2 separate regions of the Sander lucioperca genome follow, and region 2 is linked to region 1. A link is a contact called in public Hi-C data. All regions are on one chromosome and are shown on one strand. The core of a region is the stretch at or near the end of the contact, and the rest is flanking DNA. Distances in the headings are between cores, read along the strand shown. Region 1 holds the start of fsip1 (fibrous sheath-interacting protein 1). Region 2 holds the start of acp7 (acid phosphatase type 7).

Region 1 (7,401 bases), core at 1,626-4,125:
CATTGCTTTGCTGACAGGTGGGTGTTAAAGCCTATTGACTGATTGATAGATCTGAGTTTGAGGACTGACCAACCTTGGCTCACACAACTGATCTGCATTGGTCCGTCCCACTGTCCATCCTGACAGGTCAGGTAGTTATAGTCTCCGCTGACAACGAAGCCCTCATCACAGAAGAACTCAATCACAGTGCCATGGGAAAACATTCGGCAGGGGGACGGGTGGCAGGTGTAGCCCCCATTTTCGGGTTTGGAGAGGGGTAGACATGCTGATGGGAGCGGCGAAACACAACATATGAAAAAAAAATCCTTAGATGGGCCACATAATTAAATGTGAAAAAAGAAGTGTTTTAAATTAGATTAGCTGCTCATAACACAGTCACTCATTATTTCTACTATCAGTAAAGACAGTGGTGGACAAAATATCTTACCACCACTGCGTATACAGCGAGGAGGTTCAGAGGTCCAGAGTCCCAGTGTGGTACAAGTGAGGATGCTGGGTCCGTCTGGCAGGTAACCTGGGTCACAGCTGTACTGCAGAACTGTGCCTGCAGGGAACGAGCCCCTGTTGGTTTCTGTAAGGTTTACCCAGCTGTTCTGGACCATATACGGCCTCACACATCCTGGGAAGAGAATACCAAAGAAGAAGAAATCCTGTGAAAGTGCTCAGGTTTTCAACAAATATTTTGAGACAGGTTTGATACATTTGACCCAGTGAAGCCACCAGTATTAGAGACACAGAATGACCTATGGTAACCACCTGTACTAAAAAGGCTTTGCAATGGCACCACATGTGCCCAGAAAATGTCATGGCAGTCCTCCGATTATATTAACATTGCAATATTGTGTATAAAGTGAAAGAGTTAAGGTCAATGGGTCACCACAATCAGCAGGAACAATCTCCTAGAGATCACGAATATCTATGACAAATTTTACAGCATAAGTTTTCGAGATACATTGCTATAGAGCAAAGTATTAATGGGTGCAAAGAGCAACCAACAAACAAAGTCTATTTGTGGATTGGCTGTGTCATGGTGGATATCTCATCCGCCTAATCGGGTCAGTATCAGCACCTGTGCTGTCCCTAATGTTTCCTTTCCTATTGGAACTGTAGCGAAAGGACTGAACTGTCACAGTTGTTTTGTGAGGCTACTGGTTTAACTTTGATACAATTCTAAAACCATTGGATGCTGCAACACCAACATCATCTGGTTGCACAGAGAGAAATTATTTGCTGATTGCCCCCTTCCTTGTTATACAACAATTTGAATGTATTCCACAACTATTTAGCGTAGGAGTACGTAGAGTAAGAGTAGTTCACGGTATAGTTACATTAAATAATTAATTTGTATACTAAACAATAACATCTCAGGTAGTTATAGGGCTGTACTATTGCTGATGATAAATCTGCTGGGATAAACTGACACGTTGAAATCAATGTTAGGAGGCAGTTAATTAAGTCTCCCCTGTGCTGTAGAACAAGCAATACATCCTGTCTGTGTGAGGACTCCCAGACAGTCACCCATCTGGTCTGTCATGACAAAGCTGATTTGATGTTAATTCACCAGAGCACTGACATAATCCATAATGCTCTGTATTGTATGAGTGTGCAACCATACATTTTGCCTCTTACCTGACCCTTGCCCAGTGGACACTGCAGTCAGTACCAGCAGCAACAAGAAGGCCCGATTAGTGGCTGAGGTGTTGGCCCAAAATGCTTTTGATATTGACTCTATCATTCCATTGCACATCTTCCCCTGCAGAGTCGACTCAACCTGGTATGATCAGAAAATAATGTAATTACAAACGTATAAATATATCACGATGAAAAAGCAATCCCCCATAGCCTTGACCATATGCTGTCACCTGCCTGGCGCAGGTACTCTGCAGATCTTGGACAGCTGCCAGGGAAAATGGGTGTGATTGTGGTACAGTCGTAACGTTACTATAACATGACTGTGAAAAAAAGCTAGCAATAATGGTTTATCATTAAGCAAGCTAGCGCTGATTAGAAAGCAATGCAAATTCCTCTCCATAACGCCGTTAGGTATGTCAACCAAGCAACGGCTTTAGCTATTTATATCTCCCGCATATAAGACGTAACTGGTTCTGTCTAAGCGACTACACACCTATGATACACACACCCATTTTCGGTGCTTCTTTATATTAGCTGTGATAGCTAACGTTATGTTTGATAACGTCACCAAGGCCAAAACAAAATCTATCACATTTAGATACCGAAGGTATAATGTTGATGATAACTAGCTAGCAACTGTGCTACCACATACAGGACTATAAAATCCAACAGAGCACATCATAGCTGGTTTTCATTGTTAGGGTAGCTAGCTACATCAATATTCTTAGCTTGCTAACGCTAGCTAGACATGACAATGGGCTCGTTGGTTAGCGTTGCCTACCACAGAAACACGGCCTCGAATCCTCCACCCTCTCTTTGTCACACTGTAGACATTTATCAACAATATCTCAGCTACATCGACGACATGTAACGTTACTGCCGAAACGACGATAATATGATTTAACGAGCCGAGTGGTACTGCTACAGCTAAACGCTAGCGTCCTACTGGCTAGCTTGTTAACCGATACGCTAGCTAGATGCATCAATTGAAGCATCAGCTGAGCTGCCTCGATTTCGTGGTAGATCCTAAATCGGATCTGCTAGACTGGTCGACGTAGTTAGGTTTAGGCATGAGTAGTGGGGATTGGTTATGGTTAGGGTAAGAATACCAGGGTAAGCCAATCCGAGGCAGAATAAGGCAGAATAAGGCGGGCCACATGGCAAGTTCTTTGACGTGGACACGTCTAGCGGATCCGATCTAGCAGATTTCGTCCGGTAGCCATAGTAACTAATGCATATTTCCTTAGTTACACCATCCGGGAGCGTTTGCGTCCATAGTAACCGAAAAAAACCACGGGACACATTCTGGAAGGTTTCTGTTGTGGTTGAGTGAAAGTGGTTTTACTTAGCATCATCAGTTTAATACTATCAAAATATTTGTATGTCGTTTTTAATTCTTGAAATACAGCTTAAGAAAATCACACTATGGAAATTATCAGAGGAAGTTTAGATGACATTTCTAGACCTGCATCGAGTGAGCAAACAGGTAGCCGTGTGTCGAGCGTGTCTTTGCCTCATAGTGACAGAATTGGTTCTACAACTCCATTTGCCCTAGTTGTTTTGACCAACGAAGCTGCTGATATTCAGGTAATTGAGTTAATTAAAGACGATACATGCACATTACAACATTTATGATTATTGACTTACAAAACTGTATTATTTACAATAACTTTGTGACAAAAACAATTCCCTGTAACGTTAGACCCAGAGCAGCTCTGAAGAAACTATAATCAACTCATCAGCCAGTGGTCCTGACAAAGGTAAGTGTTCTGATGGAGCAGCTAGTACACTCTTAGGATATTCCAGTTTTAATTCAGTAACCCTACGCTCTATATAATATTTGTGCATCTTTCAGGTCAGTGTCACATTGAAGTTACTGATGACGAGAAGGAAGATTCAAAACTACAGAGAGCCATTGAGGAAATGAGAAGACTTGATGAAATACTGTCTGCAAAGATCTGCATAGAAAAAGAAGTCAAGCGTCAAAGGAAAGAACTTAAAGCAAAACTCTGGCAAGAACTCCAGGTATTCAAAGTCTTCATTCACTCCACTTTACATTACCACTTCACTACTAGGTTTTGGACTAAAAAGAGGTGGCCACTTTTATCACATATGGTGTGATGTTATTGTGTATTTTTCTGCAGCAGAATAAGCCTGAAGGTCACTCTGAATGTGCCCAAGAAGCCATGAACACAAGGTTGTTTTTGGCTCTGGAAGCACCCACTGGTGAGCGTAGTCATCAGTATAGGCTACAGATAAGCAACAGTGTTGAAAAGTTAAGTTATGCAGTCACTGTGACACATCTTAAATATGTTTTTTTTTTTTTTTTTTTATCTTAAAAGGGACAGAAGAGGAGGACGACGATTTTGTGCCTGTGTTTGAAACTCAGGTTCCTGACTGTGAGCACATCAGAGACAGCCAATACTTGGAGCAAAGTGAGTTAGTGAGAATCGAACATGAAAGAAAAAGCAGCACTCAGTTTTCCATGTTAAGATCATGGATCTTAAAATCCATGTTCTCAGTTGTACTGCCTAGATTGTGCACTTGATGGCGCCATGAGCTCATGGAATTTATAGCTGTTGTTTTCCCCCTTCATGGCAGGCTGGTGCAGACAGCAGTACTAACTCAGTTTTACAGAAGTCAATGCATAACAGTTTACCCGCTATGCGACTCCTGAACAATTTCCTGATCAAGAGCTTGTGGCTTTTTATGATATTGATCTCTTAAGGAAGGAAAACAATCTCCCTGGAGATGTGAGGAGTTAATTGTGTTGCTCTGCTCTAGACATTTAGGTAGATTGGCTGCTTGAACCTCTTACACCTAAGTTCAAGAATGGTCTTCACACCCACTATGTCACCTTGCAGGGCTAGCATTAGAGTAGTCTAAGTTTTATATTTCACTTTTTCAAGATGATTTGGGCAGCTGCAAACACTTTAATCAAAAATGAAAAATAACTCTCATAGAAATTCTGTGATTTTGTATCAGATTTGGCCAATGGTTGTTATTAGAGCTTTTGCCTTTGGGAATGTAAAGTGTGGCTTTCGTGACAGGTGAAAAGAGGCCAGACAGCTCGACAGAATCATTTGAACTAGGCCATGAGGAGAAGAGGGAAGAACAATTTGAAGGCAGCCATTGTGGAGCTTCCAAAGGCAAGAAAAAACAGAAGGACTTTGTCAAGAGAAACATTGAGGTATGTCAAAGTTCATGTTGGGCCAAATGCAGTCCTGGGGTATATGGGCAAGTCTCTCCACCTTTTATTTTCAGTGAGAAAAATATTTGTCTCTAATTCAAGAGAAATATATAGTTTAGACTTATAGGGCATCACTGAAAAGAATAAAAAAAATGGTATGCAAATAATGATTTTGATTCTCTTTTTTCTCTCCAAATGCAATAGCTAGTAAGTGGTGAGGAGGACAAAGTGTTTATGACTCAGGCAGAGAAAGAGCGTCTGGCCGATCTCCTCCGAGAAGTAGACGAAGAGGACGGTGCCAGAGGCGCAGACAGCGAGGTAGGCTGACATTGAAGCCCTAACAGACATCATGTGCTGTAGGATGAGTCTCTCTTTTTCAAGTTTGTTCCCCTTCATGTTCATAAGTCTTGGGGAGCAGCATTACTGTAGATGATCCCATCCACCACTTCTGCTACCAACATTTTGATATTTACTACATTTAAAACAGTATGTTCATTATTAAAAGAAAGCAAATATTGCTTCCAGTGTTTAGCCACAACCATTTTTGAACAATCTCAGTGTTCATGAAATGTTTCTTTCACAATCGTATTTGTTAAAATCTGTGTCATTATCTAACATTTGGCCTTTTGAATGGTGTTATTAAAGACATTAAGTAGCTCAACCAGACGTTGGCCCTCAGAACAGCACATAGAGTAACATTGGTCAGACATCCATGTTTTGATGACTGCTTGGCAGCTCAGACGGCCTCTGGGCAGAAGATTGTGACTCCTCAAAGCAGTTGAAATTAATGAACCAGATGTCAAGTGCCATATGTAGTTCACATGGAATGCTGCATGCTACGGATTCATTTTGTTATCATGTTTTCAATTTCAATAACAAGTCCCTCTGTGGTGTTTCTGCAATATCCTGAGGCCAGGATCTTTCATATAGCCCTAATTTAAGCTACAGTTGCACTCATGGTGCTAATGAGGGTGTGCTGATGGAGCTAAGAGCCAAGAGACTGAGACCTGATGATGATGATTCATCTGAGAACCTGTGTCACATAGAGCAGTAGAATATTTCACTGTGAACCCACTAGCACCATCCTAACTTCAAATGTTCTTTTATTTTAATTTGCTCTAATAGCCCCTTTGGCAGCTGTGAGGCCAGTTTGAAGTCAGATGGGATGAAGCCTGTTGGGAAGCTAGAAGGAACATACTTACCTTTCACATACGGTTCCATTTAGTCTGACCCCGACAGTTCTGCATCCGTGGGACAGCTTGCCAGAGGTTTTGGTTTTTTTCATGTCTTCCTGCTCTATGATGTTTGTCTTGACTTTTAGAACAATACTGCAGTAACTGTGGTGGCAGATACCAAACTGAGGGGAGCTCAACTTATTGGCTGGTGGAAGACTTCCTGTTATTGAGAGGCGTGCTATTATAAATGGTCATAACGAAGCAAGCACATTATTTATGTCACCAGGACTTTGGCAGTGATGCGTCTTTAGTTTGGAGGACTTCACTCAGTTCTTGGCAGAATACTCAGGGACACATCAACCACAAGCTGCTGCACACGGTTTGCCTCACACACTTTTTTTTGATGGTACTGACTCTTGTCCTAACAAGTTCCACAGTTTTGTGTAGGTCTGGTAACCCGAGGCAGCAAATCAATAGCAGTCAGTCATCGCATAACTTTTCGGTGCTGCTGTAGTGGATGTAATCATTTGTTTTATCAAAGGAAAAGTTTGACATGCGTAAAACACTTATTTCATTTCTTGTCGAGAGACATGACAAGATTGATCCCACTCTTGAGAGTTAGATGAAAAGCTCAATTTCGGTACCATTTCTTACGCTAAATATGAAGCTGATCAGATAAGATCTGCAAATAGGAAACACAAATCAATGTCCAAAGAATTTATTGATCTCATTTCATCATTTCAATTTTGGCTCTGTGTGGTGCTCCACCTATCGACCCCTGTGTTTGCTGTTTTCTTCTGCTCCCCCCTCAGAGTGCTCAGAGGTCACAGCTGTGTTCTTTACAGTTGGCATGACAGCCTTACTGCAATATCCTCCTATCTCACCACTGGGCTGTGATGAACTCACCACCCACCCACTGTTTCCCATAGGATATAAGGAGAGTCTCAAACAGTCACAGTGAAGAGGCGGCAATTGTCAACGTTTTCGCATTTGACTAGCACCCTGTTCACCATCCAGAAGTGAATACCAAGTGTGAGAGTCAGACTTGTACCGCTTCCCTGTTCCAGACATCACTGTCACAAAGTTGCTGAATAAGGAATAGTTAGCTAATGTTTATCAGTCCCCATTTAAGGTTGCCACTACATAAATCAGCCTTATAACCCAGTGGGCCATGACTTATTTCAGCAATGATTCTCTTCCAGGAGGACATGTGGGCTGTGTCAGTCCTGACAGGCCAGGGTTACTCCCCAGAGCCCTCTGACCTGGAGCAGCTGATTGACATTGACTCCAAAATTTGCCTTCTCCTTCCTGCCGAAGAACTTCTCTCAGTGCAAAGCTCATTCACAAACCTTAGCATGTCCCAGGTATGTATCCAACAGCACTACTGTCTACATTATAACAGCA
Region 2 (7,401 bases), core at 1,948-4,447, 130 kb after region 1:
CGTACTCCACCTTGCTCTCTGTCTTATTGAAGGTGGTCCAGGTCACCACCATAGAACCTGGCACTCCTGTGAAGAAAAGCCCAATTATTGGAATCGTGATGTAGATTGATATGACAGAACAACTGGTGCATTTATTAAAGCCAAGAGATGCTTATAAAAAGGCTGACTTAGCACAAGAGTGGTGCTTTTGATCTTGCCACTGGCGAAATATAACCATCAGAAAGCTGAGATAAGCTGACCACTGGCCAGGTACTCATTTCATAAAGACACCAACATCAACTGCATTTAATGACTACCACGTTTTACCTTCATCAGGAATGAACGAAAGAACATTTATGCTGCACAGACTGTGTGAAGCAAGGGTTACATCAGTTACTGTATATGTATGGCAGTTAAGGGAATTACTGGTGCCTTTGACCTAAATGACTTACAACAACAGGTAGTTTTTTTCCGAGCAACGGGGCACTTCAGACATATTGCTGTTGCATTAAATAAGGTTTCGTCAAGGCCTTCAGTCATTAATGTTCCTATATTGTAAAAAGTGAAATTTCCATGTTTTTATTTTATTATAAAGCAGGTCAAGGTGCTATATAAATACTGTGAAAGCTTCAAAATGCTCAAATCTATAGAGAAATGAAAACAGCCCATATTCAGGAACTGTGCCTTTAAACAAGCCATTAGGACTTCCGTACAGTTGTGATGTCACATCTATATATAGATAGAAAGTGCATCTACAGTCATTCCCCGGCTGCAATGACAGTGTAGAGACTCAGAGAGCGCATATGCGGAAGAGCCGAAAACGCTGACCAATCGGAGCAGACTTTGCTTTTTCGGGGGAGGGCTTTAAAGAGACAGGCACTTGAAATAGAGGGTTTTAGACAGAGGGTGAATGCAGGCGTATTCAGGCAGACAGAGTATGACAAAAATATGTTTTTGAGCATTAAAGCACGTAAACGTATTTTAGTAGAAACCCAAAATACAAGTGTGAATCTGAAAATGAGTATAATATAGTACCTTTAAATTAGTTGCATTACATGAAACTGTTTTTTTTTTTTTTTTTTAAATATCAAGATCACTGAAAGTAGAGTACTGGAGTTAATGCACCGATCCGATACCACGTAAACAGCCCTAAAGAAAATCTACGTTAAAGTAGTTTATTTGTTCTTTTTCCGTTATAACTGACTGTCAAACTGGATAATAAAAGAAAGTTCTGTGGCATTCATTGTTTGTGTTTGTTCATGTTTCACAAAGAATTTAACCTGAGCCAGACCGAGAACAAAGATAGAAATAATATCACATCCATACAGGGATAGTAGTATACAGTTGTTAAAACATAATAAAATATATGACATACTGGTATCGGATCAGTACTCGGTATCGGCTGATACGCAAGTTCAGGTATCAGAATTGGTATCGGGAAGCAAAAAATGGTATCGGACCGTCTCTAACTGAAAGTGAATCTGAACTTCAGTGAACTTGTTGCAGAGCTGCAGAACAGTAACAAAACGTTCAGCGGCCCAGATGTACCAGTGCTTTCAGTCATTTTATTATTGAGTGATTTGTACAAAACATCTGTAAATCTGCAATCCATATGACCTGGATACTGGTTTGTATTACTAAGCGGAAAATTGTATCCCTAAATGAAAACACATGAGGCAGATGGAAACAGTTCAAATGCTTACCTGGATAAGAAAGGTGCACTTGCTCTGGCTGGGTCCAAATGGGAGGAACACCAAGCACCAACAGGGGTGCGAGGCTTAACAAGGCACAGGCAGCATGGACAGGCACCATTTTAACACTGGGCTGCAGGGACAACAACCTGATTAAAGTAGCAACACACGCCCAGCAAATAAAACAATCTTGTCACTGTAATCACATGATGTTAAAAGCTTTCATGACAAACATCACATGACTGAGCCTATTGATATAAAACCAAGTGAACCAATGGGTCTGTTTTGAAATGATACAGCCTCAATATATCCTACCTGACCTCAGTGCTAGTTTACACAGCACTCAGTGGCAGTGACACACTCACACACACACACACACACACACACACACACACACACACACACACACACACACACACACACACACACGTACAGACACCGTGTTTGGGGTATCTGATGAGGACCTCTGTCTGCATCAGTCAACCCAAATGATGAAAATGCAGAACCAAAACAGCAGAGTCAGCAAGAACAGCACGGAAAGAGATGATGTGTCAATAAAAACAGCTGATGTTGTTTTTCATTGTGCAATCAGGGAAATCAAAGTGAGCTCAAGTACAGCAGAGATTAGCCACAAGCCAAGGCTTGCCTCGGATCAATAAAATGCTAAGGCAAACAGCTGATGTGCCTCACTGATTGGAGTAAAGGCACTGTCATGGTCATGGCTCATGAAGACAAAAGCAAGATGCATTTGAGCCAAAACACTAAACATGCTGATGTCATTTATTAGTTATGGTAACTGCCTCTCCAGTTGAATGTGTCTTTCAGTGAGATCAGCTGACTGGGATGACTTAAGACCACAAATCTAGACCACAGCTTTAATGAAATGTTTGGTTTTTGAAATGTGCACCATTGATATCTCAATAGTCGCTAGAGGGTGCACACTGCACAGACTGAATTATGAATAGGATGCTTTATTCTCTGATACTGGGCGGTATTAGCAGTTGATATCGGATGTGTTAGCTGGTTGGCAGTCGCCTAACAGAATCAAAGGGAAAGATTGATTTTATTATTCCTGCTTAGGAATGGAAAACAAGGTGAGTTACACCATTTAGGATACTATTGTGTTGTAACGAAATGATATACTGTGAAAGTTATAGACTATTTGTGGACCACTGGTTGTAACGTTAAACCGTGCTTTTTTTTTTGTCTATTTGCCTATTTAGCTAGCGTTTGCTGTTAGCTGGCGAATTCTTACTGTTATTAATTGTAGCGTTACGGTAGCGTTAGGTTACGTTTAACGTTACACACAATACAAAGCCTTTTTTATGTTGTCTACTAACAACACGTAGGCAACAGTTTAAAGATACTGAATAAGGCTCTCCAAAAGCTCAACCTGACCCGAATACACGTTAAATTAGTAACTGAAAACACTCACAACACAACTTAGCTGTTTAGCCAGGGATCGGTTCCTGGCCACGTCATTGCGCAGAAGATCAAAAAATGCCCGCATGGATTGTGGGAAATTGTGTTTTGCCTTTAGAGCCTGTAAGACTTGAAGATGAAAACTTTATTCCTTTTTTAAACAAATAAAAGACATAACAAAATGCAATATGAATGCTGTGAATAATAGATTTAGAGACATAACCCATATTTGTGATTATCTTATTGTGTTGACCTGACCACAATATCTGGCTGTGTGCGCTTGTATGTATTAAACTATGTCTAACAATTTAGATTAAAAGGGGCTTTTCTTTCTCTAGGTCTAATGGACTCCAACAGTGAAGACGGAGAGTACCAAAATCATGAATATGCCTTACAACAAGATGCAGCCCAGTACAGAGTGACCTATAGGAGAAACACAAAAGAGGTGAGCTGGGTGACACATTATAATACACAAATGTATCTCTGTGTACTGGACCTCTTTTGCTTCTTATAATTGTGTTATTTATCACCATGCAAAATGTGTTGTTACATGCAGGTGGATTATAATAAAAATGAGGAGTTCAACAGAATGAGGTAGGTCATTGCATATTTTGGTTACATTACAGGAAGTGCACAATGGGATTTGGTTTACAACAGAATGTTTGAACATTTTACACTGCACAGGTATCCAGTGAGTCGCTCTGGCAAAAACCTGGGCAGAGTGAAGCGGGTAGTCTCATGTAAGAGGAAGACCCATCATCTGACAGTGACTCGGAGGAAGCAGCTCGGGACTGGGAAGACTTATGATGCTGCAAACAAGGAGAATGAGATGAACTGCATGCAGGATATGCAACAGGAGATATTTGACATGGACCCTTGGGAGTTCCCACTAAATGTCACTAATAACCACAAGACTGGTAATACTGGTTCTGAACAAGCCGACTACTGTACGCTCACTGAGGTCAGAAATACTATCACAGCTCAGATATATTGTTTTCTTGTGGTTTTTATGATTTTTGTTATGGATTACTGTGTTACTAATATGCAGATAAAACAACCTAACAATGTTTTTCAGCTCACAAGGGATCATAGCACAATGACTGATGTGCTCTTTGGAAGACATCTGAGACTGAAAGTATCTTTAACATTGTGGCAGAGAAATGTTGGAGAGCTGTTGACGTACTTTCTGAGGTACGTAGTGTGTAGTTGGTTTAAAAAATGTAACGCACAGAGTGTTCGCTAGAATTTCACAAATATTTTAATTTTATTGTCTTTGTGCAGAATCCAAGATATTGGTGTGTTTGTTGATTTTCTCCCACTGATAAGCAGAAGGTGAGTGACTTGAAATTGGTCTGAGCTACACTGCCTACAAGTGGAGTAAATGTTGCTTTAACCTAATTGTCTCTGCAGCATTGAGGAGGATCCCCACAGGGTCACCATTGGCTGTTGTGTTGACCTCTTTCCTTTAGTTAAGAAAGTCCTCACCAATCCATATGAAGAGTGAGTATTCCTGCTGCAATGAAGTGTTTTGTTGTTTGTTTTGCAGTGCAATTGAATTATTACAGAATTAAAGGCTTATGTTAATAGGGGAACTGACAGTATGTGGAAGGACAATTACAAAAATACTAATAAATTGAGATTGTCTTCTATTCTCACAGGTATCTTATAGTTGGTTTAAAGTGGATAAGTTCAGTTTTGAAAAACTGGTGGGAGGACCTAAGAACAAGTGGCTGTAGTGGCTCAACTACATGTAAACTTCCGAAGGATAGGTAAGTGTTGTTTTATGAGCTGTAGGATACTTCAGAAAGAAATACTGTATATATTCGAACAAAGTTGTATTGTCAAAACTGAAAAAAACATTGGGACAAAGTAAACAAAATAACATATAAATCCATACAGGTCACTTAATACTAGCCAGAATTTTTGCCACTATTTTCAATATTTTGCCTAATGTGTTATCAGAATACACAGCCATTGTGGTAAAGTATTCATTTATCGTCATTCTAGAAATTTCCAGGCATTTAATCAGCAGTTATTGGAGTTATGGTATCAGAACCCTTCACTGAAATCTGTTTCGGGAACTGCTGGAGACATGGCTAAGGTCAGTGCTGCATATATATGAATAAATCATTACCGCTGTCATCATTGGCTTTGAATTTTATAATACAAAAAAAGTCATCGTCTCACATCATCATCTTTTTCCCCTAGGTCATTGACTCCTTCCTGTCTCAACTTACCTGACGGCATCAAAGAAACAGATAACAGATCTTTCTCTGATAGCAGTCGACTCCTTAGATTGGAGCGACTGTTGTTTCCACAGAGAAGTGCCTTTTAGCGTGTAGCTGTCCCTAGGGGATATTGATGTATTTATTGGCTGGCAGATAAAGTTGAACAGTTGAAATACTGAGAATGTGCAATATAAATGTAATCATGTGGCAAATTTGACTTGATGGTCTTTTTCATTGAAGAAGTAGGATGTTGTAATCATGGAACATCAACAAGGAGTTTTATCATTGTGCAGTTTCAGTTAGGTCACAGAAACGTGGAGGCCTTAATGAATGTAAGAATGTTGTTTCATTGATATGTTGTGTATGCCTATTCTCTTTGATTGCACCACTGATGATGAATAAAGTTAGTATATTCGGTTTTAAAGTTTCTGGTTTGAAATTTATATTTATAACAACCAAAACAAAGGTTGGAATGCCCTTCTTCTTTAGGAGAAGACAGCACCTATATGTTTCCACTTTATTAATGGAAAGACAAAACACACACTTCTCTGGAACTGTATGTGCTACTTTAACTTAACACTGTTCTTTACCTCAAGTTAAAGTACGGTTAGAAAAATAAACTGCCAGATCACCAGCAACACATTTCAGCTGAACCCCTACAATCCAATCTCATCTGGACTTCAGCCTCATTTCATCTTGAAGTGATTTTAGAGATATGGGTTTACATAGCTCATATCTCTCCATTTACATGTGGCATTATCTCACTTGACACAGATAAGTGGAGGGTTGGTGTCTGTCATTGTGATGTGAACCTGAGGCTGAAGTCCACCTGTGACTGGGCAGGAGAAGCTGTGTGAAAGGACCTGCAATTCAGTGAACTGTCAGCAGTCGACGGCCCTGTTTGCATTCTGGTGCTTTTCATTCAGTAAGTGTTAACTAATACAGTAGAAACCTGGGAGAAGATTTGGGTACAGAGAACTACATATCTCATACAGGGGTCTTCACTGAAGGTAAGACATTCTTCAGTACAGTTTTCCTGTGTGTTCTTCATTAAGTTCACTGAATTCAATAAGAAGCGTACAGTACTGTATCATTAACTAAACACTGTTGGTCTGACGACAAAAGAAAGTGAAGGATGAAGTGTGTGAGATGCTGGCTGTCAGCTGTAGCCCTGCTGCTGCTAATTGTAGCTGGAGTGGACATGGAGCATCTCCAAGCTGAGAACCTGAATCTCCTTCCTCCAGATGAACACAACTTGGTCTTGAACCGTGGAATGAGAGGTATTTATTTGTGTAGACTTTCACTTTGACTTTTGTTTTTGCTGTTTGATGTCAATAATAATGTACTCTGTTTGCAGTTGGGGATTTGAAATGCCCATAACTTGTGCAGAATCTTCAAAACTGTCTCTGATGATAGTGCTACAGTGTGTACTTTGTGTTAAACAGTCAACACTGATTGCTTTTAAATGTTGAATTACCTATATCTTCAGATTATCAATGTGCATTCTCCTGTGGGTGTGGGTCAAATTCCAGCCTGCAGATCCAAATTGCTTAGTGACTCATTAATGATGAGTGTTTTGTCCCGTGAGGTGATTTGTGTCTCTTCGTAAGATAGTTTGTCAGACAAACAGTTGTAATAGTTTCGCAATTGATCAAAGTTTAACATGTTTACCTGCTGGGAGATATTGAGAAACAGTGTTGGTGTGCTGTTGCCATCAATGTAATGACTAATTCCTGGCATTGCTGTTTAACACAGTGTAGCTTTTGACACTACGACTGGGAGTGCTAAAGTTAGATATTTTGAGATTGTACACAGAGGGGTTGCAAATGAATAGTTAGACATTTTATAAAATACCACTCTGGTGTCAATCAATCCCTTTGCAAGAAACCAAATAAGCGTATTTCCCAAGATGTCAACTATTAATAAGAAAAAAGTAGTTTCAATGGAAAATATCTGTAAATATGTTTATACGTCTCCATAATGAGACATATAATACATGTCAGAAGATTTCTTTTTTTTAAATAAAAGCCCTCATTGTACTCCTATTCCCCATTCAATGTGATTGTCAACACCACTGAAGC

Evidence for each region. Hi-C and Micro-C count contacts between places; a contact is called where the count stands out from the background.
Region 2: a Hi-C map of liver shows a contact between it and region 1, with 6 times the contacts expected there. The contact joins the promoter of acp7 here to the promoter of fsip1 in region 1. A contact is called at or near these places in 2 of 2 Hi-C or Micro-C datasets (liver and muscle).

The regions. Positions count from the first base shown.
Region 1 is chr18:14,333,837-14,341,237 of SLUC_FBN_1.2, forward strand. fsip1 (fibrous sheath-interacting protein 1) reads left to right here and starts at 2,876. Exons shown (of 10, transcript XM_031278444.2): 1 at 2,876-3,219; 2 at 3,335-3,392; 3 at 3,488-3,657; 4 at 3,780-3,858; 5 at 3,975-4,067; 6 at 4,683-4,822; 7 at 5,027-5,140; 8 at 7,200-7,361. The coding sequence starts at 3,058. LOC116035435 (sushi domain-containing protein 6-like) reads right to left here and starts at 2,782. Exons shown (of 9, transcript XM_031278442.2): 1 at 2,414-2,782; 2 at 1,630-1,771; 3 at 428-619; 4 at 74-265. The coding sequence starts at 1,747.
Region 2 is chr18:14,464,819-14,472,219 of SLUC_FBN_1.2, forward strand. acp7 (acid phosphatase type 7) reads right to left here and starts at 3,198. Exons shown (of 14, transcript XM_031278972.2): 1 at 3,106-3,198; 2 at 1,683-1,819; 3 at 1-66. The coding sequence starts at 1,791. LOC116035702 (KATNB1-like protein 1) reads left to right here. Exons shown (of 10, transcript XM_031278978.2): 2 at 3,431-3,537; 3 at 3,649-3,686; 4 at 3,777-4,053; 5 at 4,168-4,283; 6 at 4,374-4,424; 7 at 4,503-4,592; 8 at 4,751-4,861; 9 at 5,100-5,193; 10 at 5,301-5,740. The coding sequence starts at 3,436. The coding sequence ends at 5,333. It overlaps zgc:194887 (fibrinogen-like protein 1-like protein), which reads left to right and starts at 5,878. Exons shown (of 3, transcript XM_035994571.1): 1 at 5,878-6,287; 2 at 6,442-6,600. The coding sequence starts at 6,456.